2 separate regions of the Rattus norvegicus genome follow, and region 2 is linked to region 1. The links are chromatin contacts, called in public Hi-C maps. All regions are on one chromosome and are shown on one strand. Each heading gives the region's core, a stretch centred on a gene start, on an enhancer-like site or on the middle of the called end of the contact. The rest is flanking DNA. Distances are from core to core; before and after follow the strand shown. Region 1 has its middle 19 kb from the start of Xcl1. Region 2 has its middle 49 kb from the start of Tbx19.

Evidence for each region. A called contact is a pair of places that touch in the nucleus more often than the background predicts.
Region 2: a contact with region 1 is called in a Hi-C map of the A7r5 cell line, with 5 times the contacts expected there. The contact joins two enhancer-like sites. A contact is called at or near these places in 8 of 12 Hi-C or Micro-C datasets (the A7r5 cell line, the Rat2 cell line, Schwann cells and 5 more).

The regions. Positions count from the first base shown.
Region 1 is chr13:79,763,755-79,769,878 of GRCr8, reverse strand. No RefSeq gene overlaps it. Among named protein-coding and RNA genes, the nearest start is that of Xcl1, 19 kb to the left of the region's middle. Within about 2 kb of position 2,753, at least 2 of the 93 cell types and tissues checked have an H3K27ac peak or open chromatin away from gene starts, as enhancers often do. A contact at or near this core is called in the A7r5 cell line, where this site is marked.
Region 2 is chr13:79,954,712-79,960,712 of GRCr8, reverse strand. No RefSeq gene overlaps it. Among named protein-coding and RNA genes, the nearest start is that of Tbx19, 49 kb to the left of the region's middle. Within about 2 kb of position 1,507, at least 11 of the 93 cell types and tissues checked have an H3K27ac peak or open chromatin away from gene starts, as enhancers often do. A contact at or near this core is called in the A7r5 cell line, where this site is marked.

The DNA of each region.
Region 1 (6,124 bases), core at 1,504-4,003:
CTTGAAAGCAGGCAATGAATCAAGGAATTCAGAGTCAGCAAACTGATTAACTGATTTAATGGGGACAGAGCAACAGAACTCTTTTTAGTTAAGGGAACAGTTTGTCTCCTTTTCCTCGGCTCTTGTCTTGGGGAGGTGTTCATAGCACTTGATGGAGTGACTAACTTGTGGAGTCCACTAGCCCCAGCCATTGGGCCTAACCTGGATCATCACTGGCTGTTAACAAACTGTTAATAAACAACTTTATCTCTCTGGGCTCCATTGTCTTCTGTAAATAACATGACCTAACTTCCATGTTGCATCAAATGTTGTGTGGGTTGGGACAAAAATCAGTAACAGGTAAGACCTTTGTTCTCATGGGACTTCCTTTCTAGATGGGTAATGAGAAAAACAGAGACACACACACTCTCTATATGTATGCATGTATGTGTGTGCATATGTATGTGTATGTATATATATATATGCATGTGTATGTTTGTGTATGAATGTATAAATGTATTTATATGTTGTGTGTGTATGTATGTATGTATGTATGTATGTATGTATGTATGAATGTGGAGCCAAGGGGGAGTAAATGATGGACGCAGCAATTCCAGTTAAAATAACCTACATAAGAAAAGGTTATGGATGGAGTAGCTAGCAGCAGACAGACTCATAAATGATAATATTCTGAACTATTTTTGTCCATAGTTTAAATATAAATAATTGAAATATGATTCATAGACCATGAAATTCATCCATTTCAAATGTAGACTAATGTGTTCAGTGAGTTTATATGGTCTGAAGTAAGCATCACAACTCAATTTTAGAACATTTCATCACGTCCAGACACCTTTCATGTCCATGTCCATTTAATTCCTGTCCCAGCTTCCTGTCCCAGACAGGCACTGATCTCCACATTGGCCTTTTCTGGGCATCACATCGAGATGACTGCTGAGTCTTGCTTTTCCACTTAGCATTGCATCTTCAAGGCTCATCCAAGTTGTAGCATATGATAGCCTACGCTTGTTTTTGTGTGAGTAGCAGTCAACTGCATGGGTATACAGAATTTGTTTAGCCATTCACCGATTGATCGGCACTTGGGTTCTCTTACTCCATATCTAGTATGACCTTCTCATGGCCAGCAGTAGAGTTCTCAAAACTTGTATCTTGCTGTGGCTTGTCATTTGCCTTACTCCAAATCCACAGGAAGATTTATCAGTGCTTTTGTATGTTTTTAATGATATGCAGTCTCTCTTAGAACATGTAAAACACACACATACACACACACACACACACACACGGGAACATCCAGAGTGCTCACAAAGCAACTTCCAAGTTAACATTTCCCCTGATAATTCTCTTCCAGGGACTTTGGACTTCCTTTCCTCTGTAATATCACATGGATGGCAGAAGAGGGATGGAAAGCCGCGGGTAACTAGTCTCTTTTCTGATGCTGCATTTTCTAACATCTTGGGCAGACTCAAGTGCTTAGTTTTAATACTGCCCCAGTAGATTGCGACTGGCTCTTGATCCCACCCACAAGTGCAGCACCTGAGACCCAAGATCTCTGCAGTTCTCCAGGGACCCTTGGAAGCACCATGGAAGGGCCAGCATGTGACCTTAGTTCTGTAGGAACTCAGCTATCCTGTGACCAGTTCAAATGATTCCATTTGCTCCATGTAGTGTACGCTGGTCCGAGAGCTCCTTCTTCCCGCTAGCACTGTTACTTCATGGTATACTCTTCTGGTGATGCCTTTGCAGTTTTATGAGGTCCCATTTGTCGATTCTTGATCTTAGATTATAAGCCATTTTGTTTTGTTCATGAAAATTTCCCCAGTGACCAAGTATCATAATAGCAAACCTAGAGAGCATGCAAAAACAAAACAAAAAACAAACCCAAAACAAATAAACAAAAACGTTCCCAAAACCCAAAACAAAACAAAAAAACAACCCCCTCATAACCCTACCATGTATAGATATGACACTATGATGTCATTATTGCCATCTTAATACGCCTGTGTAGTTTCTTAAAAATAGAATTAGGATCGTCATATTATAATAGTGCCCCCTTATCCAAAGAGAGATACTCTAAGACAGTTAACTAGTAAATGCCCAAATCTCAGATAGCCCTCAATACTGTGCACAACCATAGCTATCTGGCAACAGCCAAGCTAATAAGTGCCTACTAAGTGCCCAGTGGGTGAGTAGTGTATACAGTGTGAATTCACAGGAGCAAAGCATAATTCATGACTCAGGCAGGATGCAGGGGGATGAGTTTCAGCAAGATACTCAGAATGATATGCAATTTAAAATTTGTGAATTCTTCATTTTTAGAATTTTTCCATTTAGTATTTTTAAATCTCAGAAAGAAAAAAAAGGAACTACTGTATTTTTAAATGTATCCTAAACATAGTAAATTATAACTCTATATTTCCTTAAGGTCTTATTATTATTTTGACTGAAGAATTGCAAAGACAAGAAGCGAGATTCTACTGTAGGTGTGGCTATAAACAGTCATCTTCTCTTTGTGAGAACCCTGGGAATCTTCAGAGACTGACTCCTGCCTAGAGCACACAGCCTTACCTACAGCCTGAGGAGAAAAAAATCAATAAAACAATAAAACAAAACTGTGAGTTCATGTTTTTCAATTTCTGTCCTTCTGCAATGTAATGGAAGCCCTTTGCTGTCACTCCTTGTGAGTAAGTGGCCAGGTGCCATGATTGGTAGGTTCTCTATGACCCTGGGGTATTGGGAAAGAGAACAAATCACAAATGCTACTCATACCTCAGATTTTACTGAGATTTCTATCTCTATCCAGAGAAGGCTACAATGTGACTCATGGCTAACCTGAACTGGGGCACCCAGCTCCTATTTCCAGAGGTTTGAGAAAGAGATTTAAGGGGACACCATCTACCTGTTTTCCAGTGTACCTTTTTCACAGTGTGCTTTTGAGAGCAGGAAGTTCAGCTACTTTTCACTCCACTGGCCTTTGCTGTCCATGTGTCAGGATTCCTTCATGTAAGTAAGCAACTAACCAGCTTTATTTTGGCAAGAGATTTAGACACAATATTCTGGTGTAATAAGAAACCATTAATGAGAGGTCAATGCTAGCAGCAAACCTCTGAACTGAGAACAGGACCCCTTTGGGGGGAATTAGAGAAAGAATTGAAAGAGTTGAGGAGCTCACAACCCCATATGAACAACAATGCCAACCAACCAGAGCTTCCAGGGACTAAACCACTACTGAAGGACTATACATGGACTGACCCAGGGCTCCAACTGCATATGTAGCAGAGAATAGCCTTGTCGGAGCACCAGTGGAAGGGAAAGCCCTTGGTCCTGCCAAGGTTGGACCTCCAGTGCAGGGGAATACGGGGGGGGGGGTGGCAGTAAGGGGGATGGATGGAGGGAAATACCTATATGGGAGAGGGGGAGGGGATGGATGCTTATGGACAGGAAACTGGGAAAGGGAATAACTTTTGAAATGTAAGTAAAGAAATATATCTAATAAAAATAAAAAAGAAACCATTGAGGATTTCTTTAAAAAATCATATATATATATTTATATACTAATGCCAATGGGTTTATTAATAAGGCATCTGGCACACTAATTTCTAGAATGCCTGTGGTTCCACTGGCCCTTGACATTTTGCTATTTTAGCAACTCCCTTGTACTCAAATGTACTCAAATTGAATAGAAATGTCAAATCAAGCAGCACAGGTACAATTTTTCATTTGGTTCTGCAGGAGCTGAGGTAAATGATGCGTTGACAATCTGACAGGTAAGGGCAGCTGCCCTTCTGAAATTTACTGCCCAGTTCTGGAGCTCAAATTGCATTGGGTCAAGTTTGTACCAAATTCATTTTGGTAATAATAGGAATGTGTCGGGACTGGGGTTGCTCTTCCTATGACTGGAACCTTCCCTTGCACTTTCTGTTCCCTGCCAACCCCTAGACCTCTCAGAAGCCAAGCCCCAGTAAGTCACATGCACACCAAGGCCCTAAGGACAGTGCTACTGCCCCTGTCCTCTCCTCAATTCTAGGGCACACACAGCTGCCATTTGACAACAGCAGGAAGCAAAGATGAGCATTATATGCTATCAAGATGATGTGAAAATCTCTCTCTCTCTCTCTCTCTCTCTCTCTCTCTCTCTCCCATAGCATTTTAAGTTCATAAGTCATTGTTATTGCAGGAGTCTTTCATGTATTTCTGCCAGCATAGAGTCAAATGGCTTATCTTACAGATGACACCTCTGTTGTATCCCGACCTAATTCCAATACGATGAAGCCATGAAAAGGAAATTAAAAAACTAAACAAACCTCTACCAACCATCTCTCCTGAAGATGTGATTGGGAAAACAATTCCATGGAAGCAATTTACAGGGACTGCGAAGAGTGGACTCCCCTGTCACCTCTTTGTTAGAGATCCTCGACAAGCTCAACTTGCTTCACTACAAGTTCATGGCATTTCTAGAGATGTGTGCTGCACGGCCCTGAAGACGGAAAGAACAGCAAGACCTGCTGTGAGGTTACATTTAAAGGTCTTAGAATTTCTTATCAGGTGTACGTGCACCTTGGACAGACAGGAACAAATAAGCCATCATTATCTCCAACGCTCCTTTACAAAGGAGGTTCTTGAGAAAATACCCCAGTTGGAAGAAGAGAATGCCATGCTGTGGTCCTGTTAGTTGGGCTGGAGTTGAGCTCCAGTAATTCAAGCCATTAAGTTCAACCATGGAGACAAAAACAGACCAGTGTCTGTTCTTGGGTTGTCAGGGAGCAGACGTCTATTAAAAGCTAATGGTGCAGTGCTATTTGGGTATGCCACACAAAGCTGTCCAAAGACCTTCTGAGAACAAAATCATTATTCATTTTTTAAGATACATTTTAATGGGATATTATATTTATTTACATTTCAAATGTTATCCTCTTTCTCAGTCTCCCCTCTGCATACCCCTTATCTCATCCCCCTGCTTCTACGAGGGTGCTCCCCCACCCACCAACTCACTCCTGCCTTGCCACCCTAGCATTCCCCTACACCGGGGCATCGACATTTCACAGGACCAAGGGCCTCTCCTCCCATTGATGTCCATCTGACAAGGCCATCCTCTGCTACATATGTTGCTGGAGCCATGGTTTACTCCATGTATACTCTTTGGTTGGTGGATTCATTCCTGGGAGCTCTGGGGGATCTTGTTGGTTGATATTGCTGTTCTTCCTATGCAGTTGCAAATGCCTTCAGCTCTTTCAGTCTTTCCCCTAACTCCTCCATTGGGGTCCCCATGTTCAGTCCCATGCGAGCATCTGCCTCTGTATTGGTCAGACTCTGGCAGAGCCTCTCAGGAGATAGCTATAACAGGCTCCTGTCAGCAAGTACTTCTTGGCATCAGCAATAGTATCTGGATTTGGTAGCTGCATATGGGATGGATCCCCAGGTGGGGCAGTCTCTGGATGGCCTTTCCTTTAGTCTCTGCTCTACTCTTTGTCCCCGTATTTCCTTTAGACAGGAGCAATTCTAGGTTACAATTTTGGAGATGGGTGGGTGGTCCCATCCCTCAACTAGGGGCTGTGCCTAACCTCTGGATATGGTCCCTACAAGTTTTCTCTCCCCTTTGCTGGGTATTTCAGCTAATGTCATCCCTATTGGGTCCTGGGGACCTCCTGCTTTTCTGGCATCTGGAATTTTCTGGTGGTTACCCCCAGTTCCCCATCTCCCATTGCTATACATCTCTGTTCAATTTCCTGACCCCTTGTGCATCCCCTCTCCCTCCTCCCATACCTGACCCTGCCCCCTTTCCCCTCCCCCTCCTCTACCTATAGTGTAACAAAAGGAGCTATGAACATGGACATAGGCCACCTTAGTCTTTCAGGACCACAAGAGGGGTTAGAAAGTACTTACAGGCTAATATAAAATAGTATCTCTCCTGAACAAAGACATTAAATATCAGCTTCCTCTGTAGATTTTCTTCCTATCTGCCATGAGTAAAACACTCTCTCTAGGTTTATTCCAGAAACTCATCTGTCCCTCTAGACTTCAACTTTTGTAAATTCCCTGAGTTGGGGCTTTGTTGTTCCCAGACCTGGAATAATATATTCTTGTTCTTCACTTGCTGGGAAAAGTGTTTTATGAAGATGGTAAAATC
Region 2 (6,001 bases), core at 258-2,757, 190 kb before region 1:
CTCATAGAAGAAGGGGGAGGAGGGATGGGATCGGGGTTTATGGACAGGAAACCAGAAAAGGGAATAACATTTGAAATGTAAATAAAAAGTATCCAATTTTAAAAAAATATCTACAAAGTCTGAAGCTGGTCACATTGACCCTTAGCTTTGGGAGGTTGTGGCAGGAAGAACTTGAGTTCAAAGCCAGCCTGGGCCTCATAGTAAAATTTTGTTTAATGGACTTATGTAAGTTTTCAGCAAAATTTGGGGCTCTGTGAAGCTAACACTTAAGCTACAAAGAATATCTTACCACATACATGTACATACATATACATATATGTTTACACACATGTATGTATGTATGTACATATGTATGTATGCCCCTTCTCTTTATTTCTTCAGGGTAAGTTCCACTGGGTGAGCTGACAAGAGTAAAGCTTGTGAGTTTATAACCTGAGTCTGGCAGCTCATGGCTACGACCTCAGCATCCAGGAGACTAGGACAGGAGCGAGTGTGAGGCCAGCCTGGGTTACAGAGGGGTCGGTGGGGGATGTGGGGAGGTCTCACTTTCCTTTTGGGAAGTGATTTGGTATCTTGTAGGCTACGCATGCCATAGTAGATGGCTCTACATCCATGACTATGTGCTCAGAACATAGACTTAGGGGTTATTATTGTTAAATTTAGTGTGTGTGTGTGTGTGTGTGTGTGTGTGTGTGTGTGTGTATGTCTGTGTATGTCTGTGTGTGTGTGTCTGTGTGTGCCTCTGTGTGTATGTGTGTGTATCTATGTGTGTGTCTGTGTGTGTATGTATGTGTGTATATGTGTGTGTGTCTGTGTGTGCATGTGTGTGTCTGTGTGTGTATGTGTGTGTGTATGTGTGTGTATCTATGTGTGTGTCTGTGTGTGCCTGTGTGTGTATATGTGTGTGTGTCTGTGTGTGTGTGTATATGTGTGTGTGTATCTATGTGTGTGTCTGTGTGTGTCTGTGTGTGTATATGTGTGTGTGTGTGTGTGTGTGTGTGTGTGCTTGCCTGCATGCATGTTTATGTACCACACGAGTGCTTGATGCCTGTGGAGGTCAGAAGTGAGTATTGGATCCCTGGAACTGTAGTTACAGCAGACGGTGAGCCATCTCGCAGGTGCTGGGAACTGAACTTGATGCTTCTGCAAGAGCAGCCCGTGTTCTTAACTGCTGAGCAGTCTCTCCGGTCTTGCTGCTGCCACTGCTGCCGCTAACGAGGATAACACAACAATATGAAGACAGACAGAAGGGTTCGGGGTTCCTGGAAGAATTGGAGGGAGGTAGTGTGAGGTGGGTATGACCAAAGTGCACTGTATGCTTAAATGGAATTTATAATGAATAAATAAAATATTATTAAAAATCAGACTACAAAGGAGTTATAAAATTTGTTATTGGCTTGGCAGTTGCTTTGCAGGAACTTTTCAGAATACAGTCCCAATTGAACCTATGACAAGAGCTAAATGCATGCTCCCTCATGGCCCAGGAATGCCTACTGGCTGAGTCACTGGCCTTGCCAAGTTTCTCGAAGACAGATCAGGGGAGGGGGCTGGTGAGTTGGTGGCAGCTGTGGGGACAGTGATCTGAAGCTGCACTGTGACCCACACAGAACATAGAGTGTGTGCTCCTGCTGTAGTGCTTTGAAAGGAAAGGAAAGGACACTAGACTCTAGACCTAAGGAAACGTGCTAGAGAGATGGGCACCAGGGAGGAGAGGAAATTATAGGTGTAACGGACAGGGGCTTTGGGAACCTTGTTTGGATTCAATATTCGCCCTGCATAGAGAAGCTGACTCAAGATTAAAGAACTAACACTCCACCCCAACCCCCCACCCCGACTCTCTTCTGATTTCAGTCTCCTATTATTTATTTATTTAGTTATTTATTTATTCTCCAATCAATCCAAAAAGGATCTAATACACATCCCTTTTGCTCCAGAACCCGTGGCGTCTGCATAGTGGAGGCCCGGGCATCTGGCTTCTCTCAACCCTGGTGGTGTGCTCTGCTGGGAAACGTGTAGATACAGTTTTAGAGGGAAGGTACCACAAAGCAAGCAGGAGATAAGTGGGCCATTGGCAAAGATAACGTTCAAGCGCCCTCTTCTGGGAGAGATTAGGAGTATTTTTAAATTGCACGATCACTGCCCACAGGAATATAAGAAACCGACACCATTTTCGACCCTTTAAAACAAGGTAATAGATTTGTGAGCTCAAGGAAGCCATGAGTAGAGGATATTGGAACCATCTCAGCTTGGGATTTGGGAATGTGTGTCCCTGCCGTGTTCTTGGAGAAGAACGTGGAACATGTAGTAGCAGCTGGATGCCACTGGGGTCAGATGTAACCAGGTTTTCTTTTTAGCTTAAGGGACGGTCTAGCTGAGGCGGAGTACTCACTCCGTCCTTAAGCCTGGCTTTCCCACGCTCAGTTTCTTGTCTATGACATGGCCGGGAGTGTGGGGGCTGTGGCACGTTCTTATAATCATATAATCTGAGACAAAGCTCAGGGGGAATTCAGTAACCGATAGCTGGATGGAAATTTTAAAATCATCCAGAAGCGGGAAGAGTAGGTTTGAAACAAAGAAGATGAAGTGAAATGTCATGGTTCTGGGGGGGAAAAGCAACTGTCTAAATATAGATTAGAACTGTTCACAGGAAAAGCTGCGAGGACTCAGGGGGTTCCAGTGTCCAGATTCAGGGCAAAGACACTTGCCTGTGTGGGCCTGGCCGACCCCCAGGCGCCCTGCACTCCCATGGAGAATGAGGTGTATGCTCAGAGCAGGTCTCCAGGACCCGCAGCAGACAGAAAGCAGACGGTGATAATACACCGTGGCTCGCCTTACACAGCGTAGAGAGAGTAAGGGATGCAGGAGAACACGCAAATCTCAGCAGAGATTTAACGGGAGCAGTGAGCTCTCAGTGGCATCTTGGGCTGGAGTCTCTGAACTCACTCTTCTCTGTCTTCCCGCCAGCTCAGAGGAGCTCCATTCTCCCAGGCTCCTCTGCGCTTCCTACAAAATTACAGCCTGCCGCTTGACTGTCCCCTTTCCACTCTCTGCTGCGTTTCTTCACTGCTCCAGTTACCAAGTGCATAGCTGTGTTCCTTGTTTCCAGGCAGTGTTTGCGCCAGGGTGATTAGGTGTGCCATGTTGGGATGAGTCTGACTGCCTGGGCTAAGTCTGGGTCCCTTCCAACGTCAGACTGTAGGCATGCTCGTTTACTAACCGCTTCGAACTCTTTTGTTTTCGGGTTTTCAAGACAAGGTCTCACTTCGTAGCTCAGCTGGCCTGGGACTCATTATGCAGACCAGGCTGGCATCAAACTCGTGGAGATCCACTTGCCTCTGCCTCTTGAGTGCCAGGATTAAAGGCTAGCCTTTCTCTAAGCTCTAATAATTACCCAAACTAGAAACGGATAGCTGATAGCTACTGCTCTGAGTGGCTGTGGGTGTTAAATGAGTTAAGTACTGCAAAAGGTTTGTAAGGATGCTTACGTAAAATACTTAAAATCACTTTCTGGGATTTATTTTATCGTAAATTTATATTTATTTTATTATGTACATATATTTATAAAATAATAATTTATATAATTTAATTTAAATATAATTATATTTATTTTAAAGTATTTACATTTTGCATTTATTTATTTTAAATTACTCTTTTGAGATTATAATTACATTATATCTTCAGTGCCCATTCGAATGGTTTAGAATCACCTAGGAGACACAGTTCTGTCATGGTTGTGGAGAGGTTTAATTAAAGATGGAAACTCGCCCTGAATATTCATGGCACCTGACCCTGGCCCAAGACCCAATTTAAGGGAAGAAAGGAGAGAGTGAACTGAGTCCAAGTGTTTCATCTGCCTCGCACACATGTGGACACAGCTGGAGCCATCTCACTGCATTCTCTTATTGCATTCCCTCCCCGCCATGATGGGCCACGCCCTCACACTGTGGCCAAGATGAACCTTCCCTTTACTGAGTTGCTTTTGTCACCACAATGGGAAGTCACTAAGAATTAGTGGTCAGTGACAGCCATGTTGCCTCCCATGATCATAGGGAAGGGGGCATAAGATACTGTGTTTATTTATAATTATGGGATAGAATTCAACTATCTCTTTACAGGTTTCCCACTGTAGCCCAGGCTAGCCTTAAATTTGCATTGATCTTCCTATCTTAGCCTTCTATTCTCAGCTGTGAGAAGACAAATTCCTATTCTTTATAAAGCAATCAGCCTCTGGTGTTTAGTCGTAGTAGTTCGAGCAGACTATGACAGTTAGTGGCTGGACAGTTGGCATGATGGCAGAAGTCCCTGTGCAGAGGCAGCTTTGATGGCCACACTCTTCCTCCACCAGGAAAGGATGTGCTATACAACGTTTGCTATCTTCGCCTCGTCTTGTCCATCTGTCCTTCCTTCTAATTTTTAAAATGTTACATTCATTTATTTACTTGGTGTGTGTGTTTGCTCACATAGGCACATACATGCACATGCCTCAGTGCATGTTCCATAGTGTGGGATCCAGGTATGTGCCAAACTCAGGTCACTAGGCTTTGAGGCAACTGCACTGACCCCTGAGTCATCCCTGTCTCTCATTCTCTTTCCAGCCGTCTCACACTCCTCCTTCCCGGTCTCCTGCACTCTGCCTTCTGTCTTGGTAAAGTCTCTCTTTTCTCTCTCAGCCAGGTACTTCAGCACAACTTCTTTTGCTTTCTTGCTTTTTGTTTTTTCTTCTATGTCTTCTTTTGTTCGGTTTAGTATATTTGTAGACTTCCTAAAAACTCTCGTGGATATTGTATCTGTGGAAGGGAAAGGAGAGTTCTGTGTCTGGGTGTTGCAGGATATTTGACTGCACTGTGACTCCTGAGATTGTATTGTTTACTAAAAACAAAACAATACAAGACAAAACAAAACAAAACAAAAAACCCTATTTCCATTGTTGTGTGGCAAAGCTGCACAAGTCTTTCAATTTGTTTTTGAAGCTTGAGGACAATTTTATTAAAAATTTTAAAAGAAAAACGACAGGTGGCAGCTGCCAGAGGAAGGAAGAGGAAGAAAGGCCAGTGAGCGCGTTGATGGAGGTGCAGAAAGCTGTCAATGGTAGACTGTCCGTTCTAGAGTGGAGGCCGGAAGTGACGAGGCTCCAGGCAGGACCTGAAAGACAGGCTGCAGGAAGGAGGAGTTTGCTTGTCTAAGATCTCAAACAAGTGTGCAGATCATAGAGTCACATGGTCGCTCTGAAAGAGACAGCCTCCACACCCTTCATAAACAGTTTTTATAACACATCCTTTATTCTGTAGCATGGGAACCCACTGCATGAAACTCAGAGGTGGGCAGGAAATCTTACCTGGAAGACAGAAAAATAATGACATAAGAAAAAAAAATCATACCCTGGGCAAGTTCTCAATATAGTATTATTTATTATTAAAATATCATGTATACACACATGTATGTATCCATGTGTGTGCATGTATGTATTTATTCTATATTATGTACATATGCATGTATATGTATATATGTACACATATACATACTTCTGTGTGAACATATATGTAAATGCACACACATACATGTACATGTTCATGTGTACATTTGTGTAGTGTATACCCATGCATGTGTAGGTGCAGAATTTGACCTTGGGTACCTTCAGTTGCTCTCCATCTTGGTTTTTGGGACAGAGTCTTCCATTGAACCTGGCTCACTAGTGGTTAGGCAGTGAGCCTTCAGATTACTGTCTCCCTGCTCCTTATCCCCAGGGATCAAGTGTCCACCATATCCAGGTTTAGAGATCTCAACCTTAAGTCCTCGTGCTTGCAGAACAAATTCTTTATCCACTGAGTCATCTCCTCAGCCTTCAAATAACATTATAGTATTTATTCATAATGCCAGACTCACCTTTCCCTTCTCTAGTAAGAAGTTTTGCTTTTTAGGGAAAAAATGTATAGCATTTCAGCTATTACATACACATTCAGAGTTTTGGGTTGAAATCCTGCCACATTTTAGAAACATACCA